2 separate regions of the Podarcis muralis genome follow, and region 1 is linked to region 2. Evidence: chromatin contacts called from public Hi-C data. All regions are on one chromosome and are shown on one strand. The core of a region is the stretch at or near the end of the contact, and the rest is flanking DNA. Distances in the headings are between cores, read along the strand shown.

What was found. Hi-C and Micro-C count contacts between places; a contact is called where the count stands out from the background.
Region 1: a contact with region 2 is called in a Hi-C map of tail, with 2.0 times the contacts expected there. The contact joins the promoter of BUB3 here to the promoter of C6H10orf88 in region 2. A contact is called at or near these places in 2 of 3 Hi-C or Micro-C datasets (blood and tail).

What each region holds. Positions count from the first base shown.
Region 1 is chr6:55,028,048-55,035,560 of rPodMur119.hap1.1, forward strand. BUB3 (BUB3 mitotic checkpoint protein) reads left to right here and starts at 2,732. Exons shown (of 8, transcript XM_028730014.2): 1 at 2,732-2,885; 2 at 5,611-5,805; 3 at 7,166-7,235. The coding sequence starts at 5,611.
Region 2 is chr6:54,848,084-54,854,741 of rPodMur119.hap1.1, forward strand. C6H10orf88 (chromosome 6 C10orf88 homolog) reads right to left here and starts at 4,667. Exons shown (of 6, transcript XM_028730033.2): 1 at 4,340-4,667; 2 at 2,096-2,299; 3 at 355-427. The coding sequence starts at 4,533. It overlaps LOC114597413 (disintegrin and metalloproteinase domain-containing protein 9-like), which reads left to right and starts at 4,854. Exons shown (of 19, transcript XM_077930331.1): 1 at 4,854-4,975.

The sequences.
Region 1 (7,513 bases), core at 1,482-3,981, 180 kb after region 2:
TAGAGAAGACTATTTAAAATGCAATAAGTAACCACAATCCAGCTAAAATTACATTTACGATGTTTTAAAACGGAGAATTGGGGGGGGGGGATAACACTCCATATGGCCCGTGTAAAAAATAAGCTCGGGATACGCTCTTTCGTGGAAAATAATATTTTTGAAATTGTTTATCTGAACCATTTTCTCAAAAGCCAACGAGGGTAATTCCCTATTAAGTGCATGCACGGACCTTTTATCTCAGAAACAAATGAATTTAGGGGAACCTGGTCCTCCTATTTTAAACAAACAAAAGATCTAGCTAGAGCCTAGGAAATGCATTATTTATCCTTGACGCGTAAGTTCCACTGTAATGCACGGGAGATATTTCTAAAAAGTTTTCATTATGATCAAGGTTGTATGTGAATATTTGTAAGTAAATAAAAAAGAAGTTGTTTTTCAGGCTCTCAGTGGTGATGAAGTGTTATTCATATTGCCAACAAGGATTGTTTCCAGTAGGAGTACTTAGAATCAGTGCCCTTCCAATCTTTTCCGCCTCTTGAATTCAGACTATTACTACTTTCAGGTTCCTTGAATGTTTCGGTTTTGCCTCACTATACATTAATATCGAAGACAGCTTTCTCGGTAAAACATACCCCAAAACAGATGATTCGAATTAAAGTGGAATTTCAGTACAAGTTTATTGGATTTTAAATGACCCCTCTCTGTCACCCACATAGCACATAGCATCACAGACGTGCATGGTGTTTGCATATATTCGGTTTGCATAACTCAGATCCGTCGCCCATCTCAATCGCACGCAGTGAAGCAAAACAAAACAAAAAATCGTTTTGGGAAGAGCAATGGATGCATTTGGTGTTTCCATGCAATCCTTATCCTCGCGTTGCAAATCGTATTGCTAATCAATCCTGTGCATTATTGCAAACCTTGGAACTGGTCCAACACACCAGGAGATATTTAAAAAGTGTTTTGTAGGCCAGTGGCGATACAGCGAAGAGGCAGAGGCAGTTTGGCTCTTCTATGGAAGCGTGTTCAGCCACCGCAGGATAGTAGAGGAAACTCTGGCCGAGCTTAAGTCAACGACATAGCGGCCCCCAGGAGTTAGTATTGCATAGATCTCGTTGTTTCCATCACTTTTTAAAGGGTTGCAATCCTATACCCACTGACCTGGGAGTAAGCGCCATTGAATTTAGTGAGGCTTATTTCTAAAGCCAGCCTGCATAGAACTGTGGTGTGTGTTAACTTGAAATCCTTCTGTGAACGGTTGATGGAATTAATCTGCTTTAATTGCAAGCATGACTACACATAAGGATTTAGCAGGTTAAAAAGGAGGGAAACAATGAGATCTATACATTGCAATCTGCTATAGCTGCGAGGTAGACTGATTAACCTTGGGCCGTCAAGTATCTCCCCAGCATCTTCTTTCTCCATCCGGGAACTATCCCCAACTTGCTGCTTCTGCGTCGATTCAACCGCGAGGCATCAATGGCAGGGCTATTACAACAATATTTTTTTCATGATCATCGCTCTCGCTATTAAGAGCATGCGCGTTTAATTTCCATCTGATACCGCTTGGACTTTCCTTTCAGAGGCGAATTGTCCTTTGTCCTGAACACAGGATTATGCAAATATGTCAGGATCCAAGAACTCAAGGTATTAGGAAGGGATTTCGAAAGCTGCCTCAAAGCGAGAGGCATTGAACAGCAGGAAAGCCTAGCAAGAAGAGTCAAATGCTCGTATTCTGAATTCATGTGGTATACATGTGTCTTACTTGGCTCTAGATATGAAATTCTAATATTTTAGCTGATATATACACATACTGAAAACAGTTCCAGCAATAGTTCGGTAGGAATCCTTTCTATCAATATAATCATGATAGTTACACGTGGACAAAAGTGTGTGTGTATGATGCATGCACGTCTAAATGTTGAAATCCAGAGTATAAGGAAACGCGATGTAAATAATCAAGAAGAGGGAATGAAAAAAATTAAAAAGCCTCGGGTTCCCCTTTCCCCCCAGTTTTCTCACGTATTCATACATACACGTGTACACATTTAAAGCCAAAGCTGCAAAACTTTTTAATTTGGAGTTGAACTGAAAACAACCTATATATAAAAAAATCCCGTGCAGAGAAATTTCGGCACTCTGCTGGATGCAGGTTTTGCAGCGGTGTGTTTTCTGCTACACAACTGCTATGGAGTCGTGGACGGGGCTGCCGCATACAGGGATGACGCGGGTGTGTACACGGGAAGATCAAACCAGGGGGCTTATGGAGGAAGCGAGAGATCTACGGAGCACTGGCCTTTATGAGAGTTGCTGTGCTCGTAGGACCACGACCCAGATCCAAAGCGCTCTTATTTGGAGCCATCTCCCTATCAAGGCGACAAAGGACCTGCTTTCTGCCCAAACAGGTGCGGCTTGAGCAGCCGCTTCCATTCATTCTCCAGCCTCAAGAGCCGTGTTCACAGTTGGCTCTAACGCCGAAGGCCTCCCCGTGGCGAAAGGAGCACAAGGGTTTGCCCCGGAGAGGGGCACGTAAGAAAGAAGGAAGACTCAAAGAAGCAGATGGGGCTTCTGTAGGCAGAGATGGGGGGGGGGGGGGCAGCAGCGGAAGGCCACGGAAGGGTAACTTGGACCCCGTTGCATGCTGGGCGTTGTAGTCGACGCTACAAAACGCTGCCTCGCGGAGCATGCCGGGCGTGCGTACGTCCGTACGCGAGCCGTTCAGTCATTTTAAACTAACCAATCGCCGGCCGAGGCGGTCGCCGGAGCTGGGGCTGTTGGGAGTTGGCTCGGTATTCGAGGCGCGCGCGCGTGGCGAGAGGAGGAAGACGGTTGGTTGCGTGTGAGAGTGAGAGAGAGGCCTCGTCGGAAAACTGGAGGACAAGGTAATAGGGGCGCCCCTGTTGTTGTTGTTGTCGTTCCCCGCCCCCGCCCGCCTTGGGACGGAGAGTCCTCGCGCGGCCTGGGGGGGGGGGGGCTCCCTCTCGGCCATTGCCTCTCCAAACCCTCGGAGGGAAGTGGAGCTGCGGGTCCTCCTTCCAGGCCACGCCCATTACACCCCCCCCCCCCGCCTATTCCCGCGCGCCCTTGCTGCCTTCGTCCCTTTCTGAGAAATTGGGGTGGGGGAGGAGGGTGTAAGCATCTCATAAGGAATAACATAGGGTTAAGGAATAATAAGCAGGGGGCATCCTAAGAAGAATCCTCCCCCAATACTCGAGGTTCCTTCGTCGCTTCTGGGGTCAAACATTTAACAACAATGGGGTAAGGTTTTGTGCTGTAAATGCCGAGGCTCGTTGAAATGATAAGTTAAAAGACAATACCAGAGCTTTGCTGGATCAGGCCAGTGGTCAGTCTTGTAGGAAGCAGGATTCTAAGATAACAAGATGCCATTGCAAGCAGTAGCACTCTGCATAGCTGTCAACGTTTTCCCTTTTTTAAGGGAAATTCCCTTATTCCGAATAGGATTCCTCGCAAGAAAAGGGAAAAGTTGACAGCTATGGCCCTCTGTGACTCTTGCTCCCTAGCAACTGGTACCTAGGCTCTCAGCTGGTGGGTCTGATATGGCTGCCATGACTATGAGGGACATATTCTCCAGGAATTTGTGTAATCCCATGATCATGGAACTTTGATAGGGGAAAACAAGCAGTGGTTTAACCTTAGAGTGCTTCTGTGAGAGGGGAATTCTCACATCCATGGTGTACATTTTAAGAGATGCAGTTGGAACTACCACAAGGGTATTGGATACATTGTATAATATGGAATCAGTTATACTAGCACATTGATTTCTCCATATGCTGTTATTTGATTATTATTAATTTCATTTCTATGGCGCTTTATATTTTTAAGAAAAATCTCAAAGCAGTTTACAGCATATTAAAACATCAATAAAACAATCCAGAATCAAACATTTCTGAAGAAAGTCAAATATAAAGTATACAGTCAAAGCAACATAATTATCAAGACTAAAATATTATCAGAAATATTTCAGAATAAAACATTACAAAGGAGGTCAGCTGCAGAATACATATTTAACAAAAAGTTAAAAAAAATCATTGATAAGTGAAGTCAAATATAAAACGCACATTTAAAACAGCATAATTAACAAGAGAATAAAATATTATCATAAGCATGACATGGCTGTTTGGCAGGCACTGAAAGATGGGGCAAAAGAATCAATAATTAGGGTTTGTTGTCAGGCATAGCGATGTCCCTCTGGTCTCACCAGGAGCCTCTTTGGTAGGGCTGGGTGAGTCTTGGCCCCGCTCCCTAGGCCAGGTTGAAAGGGCCTTGCAGGGAATGGCCTTCACGACTCATAGCTGGGCACTGATGTTCTCAGAGCCAAAATAGCCTGTGCATAAGCAATGCACAAGAGCAGAACTTGCTAATGCTGCTTCTCCCACCTTTCTTTTTGGGCCACATTTCTACTGTTATGGGGGTATTTCTTTTCTCCCTCCCCCCAATAAGATGTTACATTACAGGCTGCTCAGTAATTTGCCAGATATTCGACTTCCGAAACGTTCAAAAACCAAAGCGTGGCTTCTGATTGGCTGTAGGAAGCTCCTGCAGCCAATCGGAAGCTGCAGAAGCCCCGTTGAACATTCTGCTTCCAAATGAACGTTCGAAAACTGGAACACTCACTTCCGGTTTTCAGTCATTCAGGAGCCAGAATGTTTGACTCCCAAGGCGTTCGGGAGCCGAGGTATGACTGTACTTGTAAGTAAGTAGATTTTTATACCCCACCCTCCCTGGCCAAGACCGGGATCAGGGCGGCTAACATCAAATATCAAATACATTAAAACACAATCAGACAATTGATTAAAATACAGCTTAAAAATTAGAATCAGGATGAAATTAAATGACTGCCCACAAATTACAACTATAGGGGTTGGAAACCTCAAGTATTCATCAAGTATTCATCAGGGCCAGCTATCCGTGTTGGTCCCACATGAGCCAATAAAAGGGCCAAAGAGGTAACTTACAGGGTCCCATAGAGGGGGGTCAAACTGTGCCCGGACCGAAGGCCAGGCGGAACAGCTCTGTCTTGCAGGGCCTGTGGAAGGATGTCAAGTTCTGCAGGGTCCTGGTTCCACCAGGCTGGGGCCGAAGCCGAAAAGGTCTTGGCCCTGGTTAAGGCCAGTTTAGCCTCAAGGCCCGGGACCTCCAAGATACTATTATTTTCAGACCGTAAGGTCCTCCATGGGGCATACCAGGAGAGGCGGTCCTGTAAGTACGAGGGTCCTAGGGCATATAGGGCTTTAAAGGTTAAAACCAGCACCTTAAACAGGTGCCCCAAACCCCATGTCGTGCTGACCCTGCCAGAGGACCTCTGTCTTCGAAGGATTTAACTTCAATTGGTTTTCACGCAGCCATCTAGCCACAGCTTCCAAACATCTGTTCAGTGTGTCCAGGGCCGAGTCAGGGGCTGTTCATCAACAGATAAAGCTGGGTGTCATCAGCATATTGCATATTGACAACAGAGTTCTGGACCAGATGTGCCAGTGGCCCATCCAGCAGGCTTTTCTTGTTGTTGTAATTTCTCTTTAAAATCTACCAATGATACTATAGAAAAAAATAATAATCTATAGATAATTTTTGTATTCTCTTATTCAGATGACTGGGTCAAATGAATTTAAGTTGAACCAACCACCGGAAGATGGAATCTCATCAGTGAAATTTAGTCCTAACACATCTCAGTTTCTGCTTGTTTCATCTTGGGACACTTCTGTTCGATTGTATGATGTTCCTGCCAACACCATGAGACTCAAGTATCAACATACAGGAGCTGTACTTGACTGTGCTTTTTATGTAAGTCTTTTTTACTACTTTGTGTTTTACTATTGAAGTTATAAGAAGGGGTTACAAGGTGTAACTGATTTAATTAGTAGGTTACTGAAGTCTTTAGGCTGGATTCCAAAGTGTCATGCACAGTGTTTTGCATGGACAGGGTTTTCAGCTCCTCCCATCTGACAAGAAACTACCTCTTGAAGACTGGGAGGCCCTCTGGAGCAACCCACCACCCTTTCTGTGCTCAGAAACACTTTGGAATTGCACATGGGCTTCTCTAGCCTGGCCTTTTATTAATGATTGAGCTTTAAGTTAAGTATGCCTTAAGTTAAGCAAGTTAAGCTTGTTTTGATGCTTGTGTGGGCCTGATGTTTTGTTGTAATGGGGAATGAAAAAAAGAATGCTAAAGATAGTCTTGCTCTCTAGCAACCAGTGAAAACTTTTAAAAATAGAGGTTATCTTCATCATTTTTTTTAAAGGTACCCTTACTGAGGTTTTTAGTAATAAGCCAGTGCAGCAGGTTAATATTTAATTTTAATTGGTTAAGACAGATGGCTGAACAGAATTGTTCAATTGATTGACAGCTCTGTTTTTAAAACTACGTATTTTGATTATAAGCCTGTATGGAAAATTGGGAAACCAGTAAAATTGTGTTGTATCAGTGGTCTTCTGCTCATCCATTACTTCTGCTTTGTCCTCCACTCTGTAGCTCCCTGAATATCTCCAATATCATCTTTGGAGGGTCTGCCAATCTACTGGAAGAGAATGTGGTGGTAGTGATAATAGGCAAAAATGGGGCATTTTGTTCCGTGAGCAGAAGTCTGCTGCACAATTGGGTGGACATCACTGGATGTCATCCACTGTCTTTTGATCTTTTTGTTGCCTAGTCAAGTACAGTATTTCATTCCTATATAATAGTTACGCTGCAGGATTTTATCAACATTAATTATTTTGGAAGCAATATCACATTAGCGTTGTCAAACACATTTAATAACAGAATTTATTTTCTGATCTTCAGTTTCATAATTTTGTGCGTAGCTTTTGCCCCAGTGAAGGAGCTGAAGCCCCTTGCACAGGGGTGGGGTTCAAATTCTTCCCACAGTTATAGTAACCATTGTGGGTGACCTTTGGCGGTAGTGCTACTGTTGTCATTCAGTCGCCCTGTTCTCTTGTGGAAATAAAATGGGTATTTAGGCAGTAGGAGAGCAGCGCCATCCCAAATTCTTATATGTATGCCTTTGAAAGGGTCATGGTTTGTCGATCCCTTGCTGACACTGTTGGATAAGACTTTTTAAAGCAAAAATAATGCCTTTATCAAATATTTGTTGGTTCCTTGGAGTACAGATATAGAACATAAGTGAACAACTTTCTTCTCTTGAAGGACCCTACACATGCCTGGAGTGGAGGATTGGATCGGCAGTTAAAAATGCATGACTTGAACACTGATCAAGGTAAGCTAATTGATAGGTATAGTAGAATCTGCAGAAGTAGGAGAAAATAGATTGTTTCAACAATAGATTAATTCACTGAAAATAGTGTCGTGAAATAGAAAAGTATTATGACTGGAATTCTTACAGTATAAATACAGACAGCATTAAAGTGCAAATTAAATGTGTTTCTTTTCTGTACAGTTCATATTTACTATGTCATTTGGTTTTATGTCTGCACTTTCTGTAACTTCCATTTATTTCTGTATAGTGTTGCTCTTGATTTTATTTAGTGCATTTAA
Region 2 (6,658 bases), core at 3,417-5,916:
TGGACTGGCCTAGGTGGGTCTTTCCCCCTCAAAATTCTCTCCCAGAAATTTCCACAGTAAAGTAAGAATCTCAGTGTGCTTCCTGCTACAGGCTCCTTGTTTAAGGTCCAGCATCAGCTCAAATTGATTACTGGTCCCTTTGTCAATGCAAGGCATCCAGGAGATTCCTGATCACATCAGTTGCCAACACTAGGTCTGACAAGACTCTCATTGCTCTTTGAAAGGAATCATATTTCCTCCTTTTATTTCAGTACTCAAAACAGAACACAGAGCATGGCACTCTATTGGTGCTGCCTTTTTGAATAAATAAGATTGATAACCACAATTTAAGAAATAATTTCTGTAACTTCCTACCTTAATCTTACAAGAGGCTGCGGAGCACTCCAATTTAAGTGACTTTTGGTATAATGAAACCTGGTCATTTTTGCTAGAAAATAAAAAAGAAATACAAGCTGTGGAAATTCTGTACAACAACATGAAGTTTTATGCAACAGCTTTTCACAAGAAGCACAACACAGATTAGCCTACTGCTGTTTTTCAAGGTACTGCTTACACTGATGCCCAGGAAAAGAAAAGAAAACAATGACTAAAAATATCAACAACTTTGATATATTTTGAGTGGTTTGATGGGTCCAAATATGATTTAAACATAGTAATGTATAAAAATGTATGTATCAAGACTATGATTCGGAGAACCACATATACAAGTACAAGTGTGGCTTCCATGGATGCACGAATTGGGTCCTTTCAGTGGCATCCCCTCGCCCCATATGCAATCATGCTGGTCCAGAGGGCGTCTTGACACTTAGGGTAAGGCAGAGGTGTAGCGGAGAGGGGGGTCCATGGGGGGCACAGACAGGCGCCCCCAAAGCAGGCTCCTTCATCGGAGCCTGGCTCTGAGCGAGAAGGAGCTGCACCTTGGCCGCAGCGCTCATGCCTGGGCACAGCTCCGCCCCTGGGTCAGACCTAACCTGGGGGAGGAGAGCAGGAGAGTGGGCAGTAATGATGCCGCCTACCCTCCTCGGCCGCAGCAGCTCTGCCGTCGGGTCAGGCCCAACCTGGTGGTCAAGAGCAGGAGGGGAGTTGGTGGCAGCTTCCCTGCCCCCCTCGGACTGTGATGCCCAGGAGGGTGCCCTCCAGCCCCCGGCCCCTTTGGGGGCGCACGCCACACACCACACCACCCCCCGGGCAGTGTGGGCATATGCTCCACTGCTGGGGTAAGGAGGCCACTATGCCCCATAGGGCCACAAGCATAATAAAGGCTCTGGTCCCAATGTCATTCCCATATAAACTTCTTGAAACGCATGTAGTTGGAGGATCAGCTTCGTCCAGTACACCTACAGTTTTACCTATCAATAGCCTTTTCTTTCTTTTGTGGCATGATGCTGGTTGCCCTATCCACAGAGGGTCTCATTGCTAACCTCTCACCCTCTATCCTCCTCCCTTCAGTGAGTCAAATGCAGACACTTTTTCTTCGGGGGAGAAACTTCTTTTAACAGTAGCTCCTAACCAGCATCCTAAATGTTGCTTTGCATTTCAATGCACTAGCAGAAAGCAGTCTGCATGGCAATATCAATGCATAAGTTGGTAAAAAAAAAAAGTAGAAACAAGAAAATTTGGTTATGCAGTGTGACAACATGCTTTATCTAATATCCAAATCTTCCATCTCAAACTGGGTCTTTTTCTTTTAAATGACAACTCTTTCATTTGCTTTAAAACTTGGGTGGAGAACCTGTGGCCCTCCAGAGGTTACCAGACTACAAGTCCCATCATCAATGACCATTGGTCATGTTGGCTAGGGCTGGTGGGAGTTGAGAGTCCAACAACAGTTTCCCCATCCATTCTTTAAAAGAAACTTCCTATATATCCACGGTTCCTTGAAATGTCATGCCTGAGTTTTCAAAAAAATGCAATTTTAAAACTGATTCTCTTGTAAGAAATGGGTACGCTAGCCTTATGCTGCATTGGAGCTGCCTCCAGGTGATTAGATAGAAAAGTTTTTTGTGAAGTGGAATGCATATAGTTCTTTCCTTTCAGTGTGCCACATAAAACTAACATGTCAGCAACCTGGAGAAAAAAGGAGAAAACAACTGACCTGTCATGTTGGCCAGTAAAGACTTTCGCTCCTCTCCCAGTTCCACAGTACTCGTCACCAACGTAGACTTCCATGTTCCGGGCCTCACTGACAATGCCAAGACCAATAATTTCTTCTGAACCGTGGGGGTCACAGTGCAAGTACAGTAAGCATGGAGCTACGTTGTCATTGTGTAATCGTCCTTCAAGAACCACAACATTCTCACTAGAAGGTGGGAAAGTCCATCTAGAATTATACATTTAGCCAAAGCACTGACAGTTCCAGTTACTAAACAGTAAAGTTTTGTTAATGACAAACTGCTCATAACAGTGTGTGCGTGTGTGTTTTAAAATACTCATCTTACAAGTGTTAGTTGGTGAATAGTGTTGCATTTTAAATTGAGATCAGAACCTGTGGTTGCCAACTGCACTGTGCAAATGAACTCCACTGGGACTTACAACAAGACTTGCTTCTGAATGAATGTGCACAGGATTGCACGGTAAGATATAATCACCAATATAGCTTAAACTCTGCATCTGTATAATAAATGAGAGAATAGTGACATACCTCACAGGACTGGATCTACCCCTGTTGTTGCCACATTGTTCAAATACAGTTTTTTTCTATGTCTGAATGATAGGATACTAGAGTATCTGACCATTGTTGGCTTGGTCAAACTATTGTTTTAGATCAGTTAATGAGCTTCTTTGGAAAACGAGGACTTGAATTCAGATCTAAGTTCAACACTGTAGCTGCTGCAATTCATTAGTGCTACCATTAATAGGCACGGTTTAAAAAAAGAATGATTTTGGTAGCTGCGGCTAACCATTGCAGAGAGAGAGCAGTACCTTTAAGAAAAATCTTTTTCTGAGGAAACTGTTAAAAGACCCAGGAGTTCTCTGCCTAGCTGTGCTAGTCGGTTGCAGCAAAAACAACTAAAGGTCTTGTGAGGTTTTATGTAACACTTATCTGTAGGCAAGCCCCACTAAGTGAAATAATACTTACTTTGGTGCATGTACACAATCACACTGCCACTGTAAAATAAGCTTTCGTACTTGGATCCACGAAAGCTTGTACTACAACTTTGGCCGTCTGCTCAAAAGTAAAGTAGGTTTACTCAGCTTTGGAGCCTATAAACGTTATACAAGACACTGCCTTATACCTATTCAGAGCACTGGTCCCATCAAACCCAGTGCTGTCCACTGAACCCCTAGTGGATTAGTTGAGTGCTGGGAGAACCTCTTCCCTCTGCAGCCCCTGGCTGTGTTCTCAGCGGAGAGCAGGCTACTACCCTGATTTGGAAACCTACCTGCTGAACCAAAATAACAGAAGCTACCATGGGTAAATTGGGACCCCTGTTTTAGGTAGTGGAGGGTCACTGCAAGGTTGCCAGAATGGAAAAACGGAGCTGAGACTTCGGGACCTAACTTATAAAAGGGACTTACCCCACAGGAGGGCAATTTGATTTATAGGGGCGGGACAATTCAAGAATGAGTTAGACTAAGTTAATGGCCTTTTAGGCTTCCTCCACGTGAATAGGAGTTCACTTTTTGAATAATAAGAATTATATGTCACACCAGGGGGTGGGGACACAACACCAGGATTTTAGAGACGCTTAGGTGGGGCATGGCCAAAAAAAAGGTTGGGAACTACTGTTCTAGAGCAAGTAAGAAAGCTACCCCAGAGGGGGAAGGGTGGATTGAAAAAGTGGAATGAGAACAAGAGCGTATTCTTGCCAGGCTGCTGCTACACCCACTGGTCTTCCAATTGATCCAAATTGGGTCGCAGCGCCAAGTGCAACCGTGCAAACTATATGGCCAAAGATTTAAGAAGCTGGTCCCCCAAGTGCAATGTGCTTGGGTTCAATGTGGAAAAAGTTGACAGCGGCGGGTCTGCACTTGGAGGGCAGGAGCTCTCCAAGGTTTCCAAGGCAGGGATCGACGCCGGGAACTGATGAGCCTGGGATCCTTTTCGTGCAAAAAACCCACACACACCTACACCCTGCCCGCTGAGTCACGACGCGGAAGCCTCTGTGGTTGTTTAATGCTTTGATGCTTGTTCAGCATTTGACGGTCATTCTGGGGGTTGGGGGGGGGGTGTCTGGAAGAGGGGCAGCCCCCCGCCAAGCCCCTCGAGGCCACGTCTCGGCTGCCCCTCGCCTCCTTCCCACGGCTCCCGGGGCTCCTTCCAGAGAACAGGAAGGCCCGCGACCTGGGGCGTGTGTACCCCCCCCCCCGGCACCAGGGTCTCGGGCGCCTTCCTCACCCGTTCAGCGGGGGTCCCAGAGGCTCGCAGGCGTCGGCTTCCCCCTCCGGGACAAGGCGCAGGACTCCCGCCAGGTCCGCCCGGCACTCCCAGGAGCAGGCGGCCGACAGGCGGCCGGCGGGCGCGAAGGGGCCTCCAGCGGCGGGAGCTTTTGCGAGGCCAGCTACCGCCGCCAGGCTGCTGCCGCTCGCCATGGCAAGCAGGAAGCCCCCCGGGCTCTGGGCGCCGAGAGGATGCTACGCGGCGGGACCATACGCGGGCAGCGGGGGGGAAGAAGAAGGGCGGTTCTTGAGGGGGGAACTCAGCTTCCAAAGATCGGGGGGCTCGCCGGGCGGTTCTTCCCCGAAGGAACTTCCGCCCTTCCGCAGCTTCAACCGTAGACGTATTAGCATATGATAGGATGAAAGCTGGCCATAGAGAAAAGGCGAAGTTTGGCTGCCCGCAGCCTAGATTACCGGGTTTCTTTCGACGCCGCGGCTCCCTCTGGTTTGAGTGGTGAAACGGAGAGAGCCGCTCCACGAGAGACCACGGAGGAAGCCGTTGCAGGGATTTGGCCGTATCCTGCCCTGCTCACCCCACGCGCGCACCCCGCCCCAGTAGAAGCAGAGACAGAAGTTCATTCTCGTTGAAACCCAGGTCTTCTTGTGTGTGGGGCGGGGGAAATACCATTCGGGTATTTTGTTCAGCTTTTTTTAAATTTAAGATTCGGCTTTTCAGCGCTCAGCAAACTCTGCTCGCGCTAGGAAGAGGGAAATAAACTGTCCAGGATTACCCACTCCGTATTGCACGTGGGGTCTCAGAAAAGGTGCCTTGCGACAACCCTACGACGCAGATCAGACAGTGTCATTAGCCTCCCCCGTTGCAAATTGGGGGTGGGTGGGCAAGGCTGCAATGTGATGCGGTGCATTCCCAAAATGCAACGTGCTTTTTTGTGTGTGTGTGCATATATAGAGAAAAAATGCATTTGGGTAGTCCTGTAGTGTAGTCCACTGTATCAAACAATATATCCATGCAATTGTAAACTGGAGGGGCGAATTACAGCTATACAGAAGCACCTCCATGTTGTAGATGGGCTTCTGTATTGTGATACAAGCTATATATTAGGACACCTGCTATAAGCTGTATTAACAAACACAACCAAAATTTCCAGCTAAAATCCCCACTTTCGTCTTGAATGTATTCAATGACATCCCACTCTTACTTGGATCTGAACTGTAGCCCCAAAAGCAAAGGCATAACTTCACCAGGGTCCCGTATCTTGAATCAAGAAAGATCGTCCTCATAGCATCTCCCCTCCTGGCTATATCTAGGTGACAGAGGAAACAACTTGGATCAAGCCTCACTCTTGGCAGATGTTCTCATTGCTGTTGTCATCATCACTAAAGGGTGCACGATAGCTTTCATGTCCTGAAAGTAGACCCAAGGCAGCGGCTGTTGATCTTTAGACCCCACAAAAGCTTGTATAACTAGATAGTGGCTTACAAAAGCACTCTAATAAAATCTTTAAAAATAAATAAATCACCTGCTTGATCTTTAGTTGTAGAATATATTGTCACTGGTGCAGGTTTGCAATACTGTATAATACAAAAACTACCATGAATGGAAACAGCAGGACATTTATACAGGAATGGGATATAATGATGTTTTAAGTGAACTTCACTAATACTGTGGCTGTGTACACACACCTTTAAAGCACATTCCCCCCACCCCAAAGCAGTTTACTCCTTGCAGAGTTACAGTTCCCAGAAACCTTAACAAACTTCAATCTCCAGAATTTTTTGAGGGGGGAAATGTGCTTTGAACGCAGGGACGCGGACTTACAAAAAAATATTGGGGGGGCCCGGGAAAGCTCATGAATAATAAATAAGCTCATGAATATGCAAATAAAGTGGCGCCGCCTCCTCGTGAGCGAATAGGGGAGAGCGTGCTGCGCCTATTAATCAGCTCCAAAGGAAATTGGGTGGAGCTTTTGCTCGGGAGGGAGGGCAGGAGGCATGCAGCCCGCCCCTCCCTGTGCATTTTGGGCTGGGGGAGGGGCGGCGATGGCGCTCTGCTGGAGGGGCGCCGGAGATTATTGGGGGGGCGGAGCCCCCCCAAACGAATTTTTGAGGGGGCTCGGGCCCCCTCAAGCCCCATGGAGTCGGCGCCTATGTTTGAACGTGCTTTAAACAGTATAGTGTGTACACAGCATGAGGATGCAATCTTATATACACTTATTCCTGGGAATAAGTTCCATAGTTCTCAGTGGGACAACTCTGACTAGACATGCATAGGGTTACACTGGGGCAGAGCAATTAATCGAAACCGATTTATGCCTAA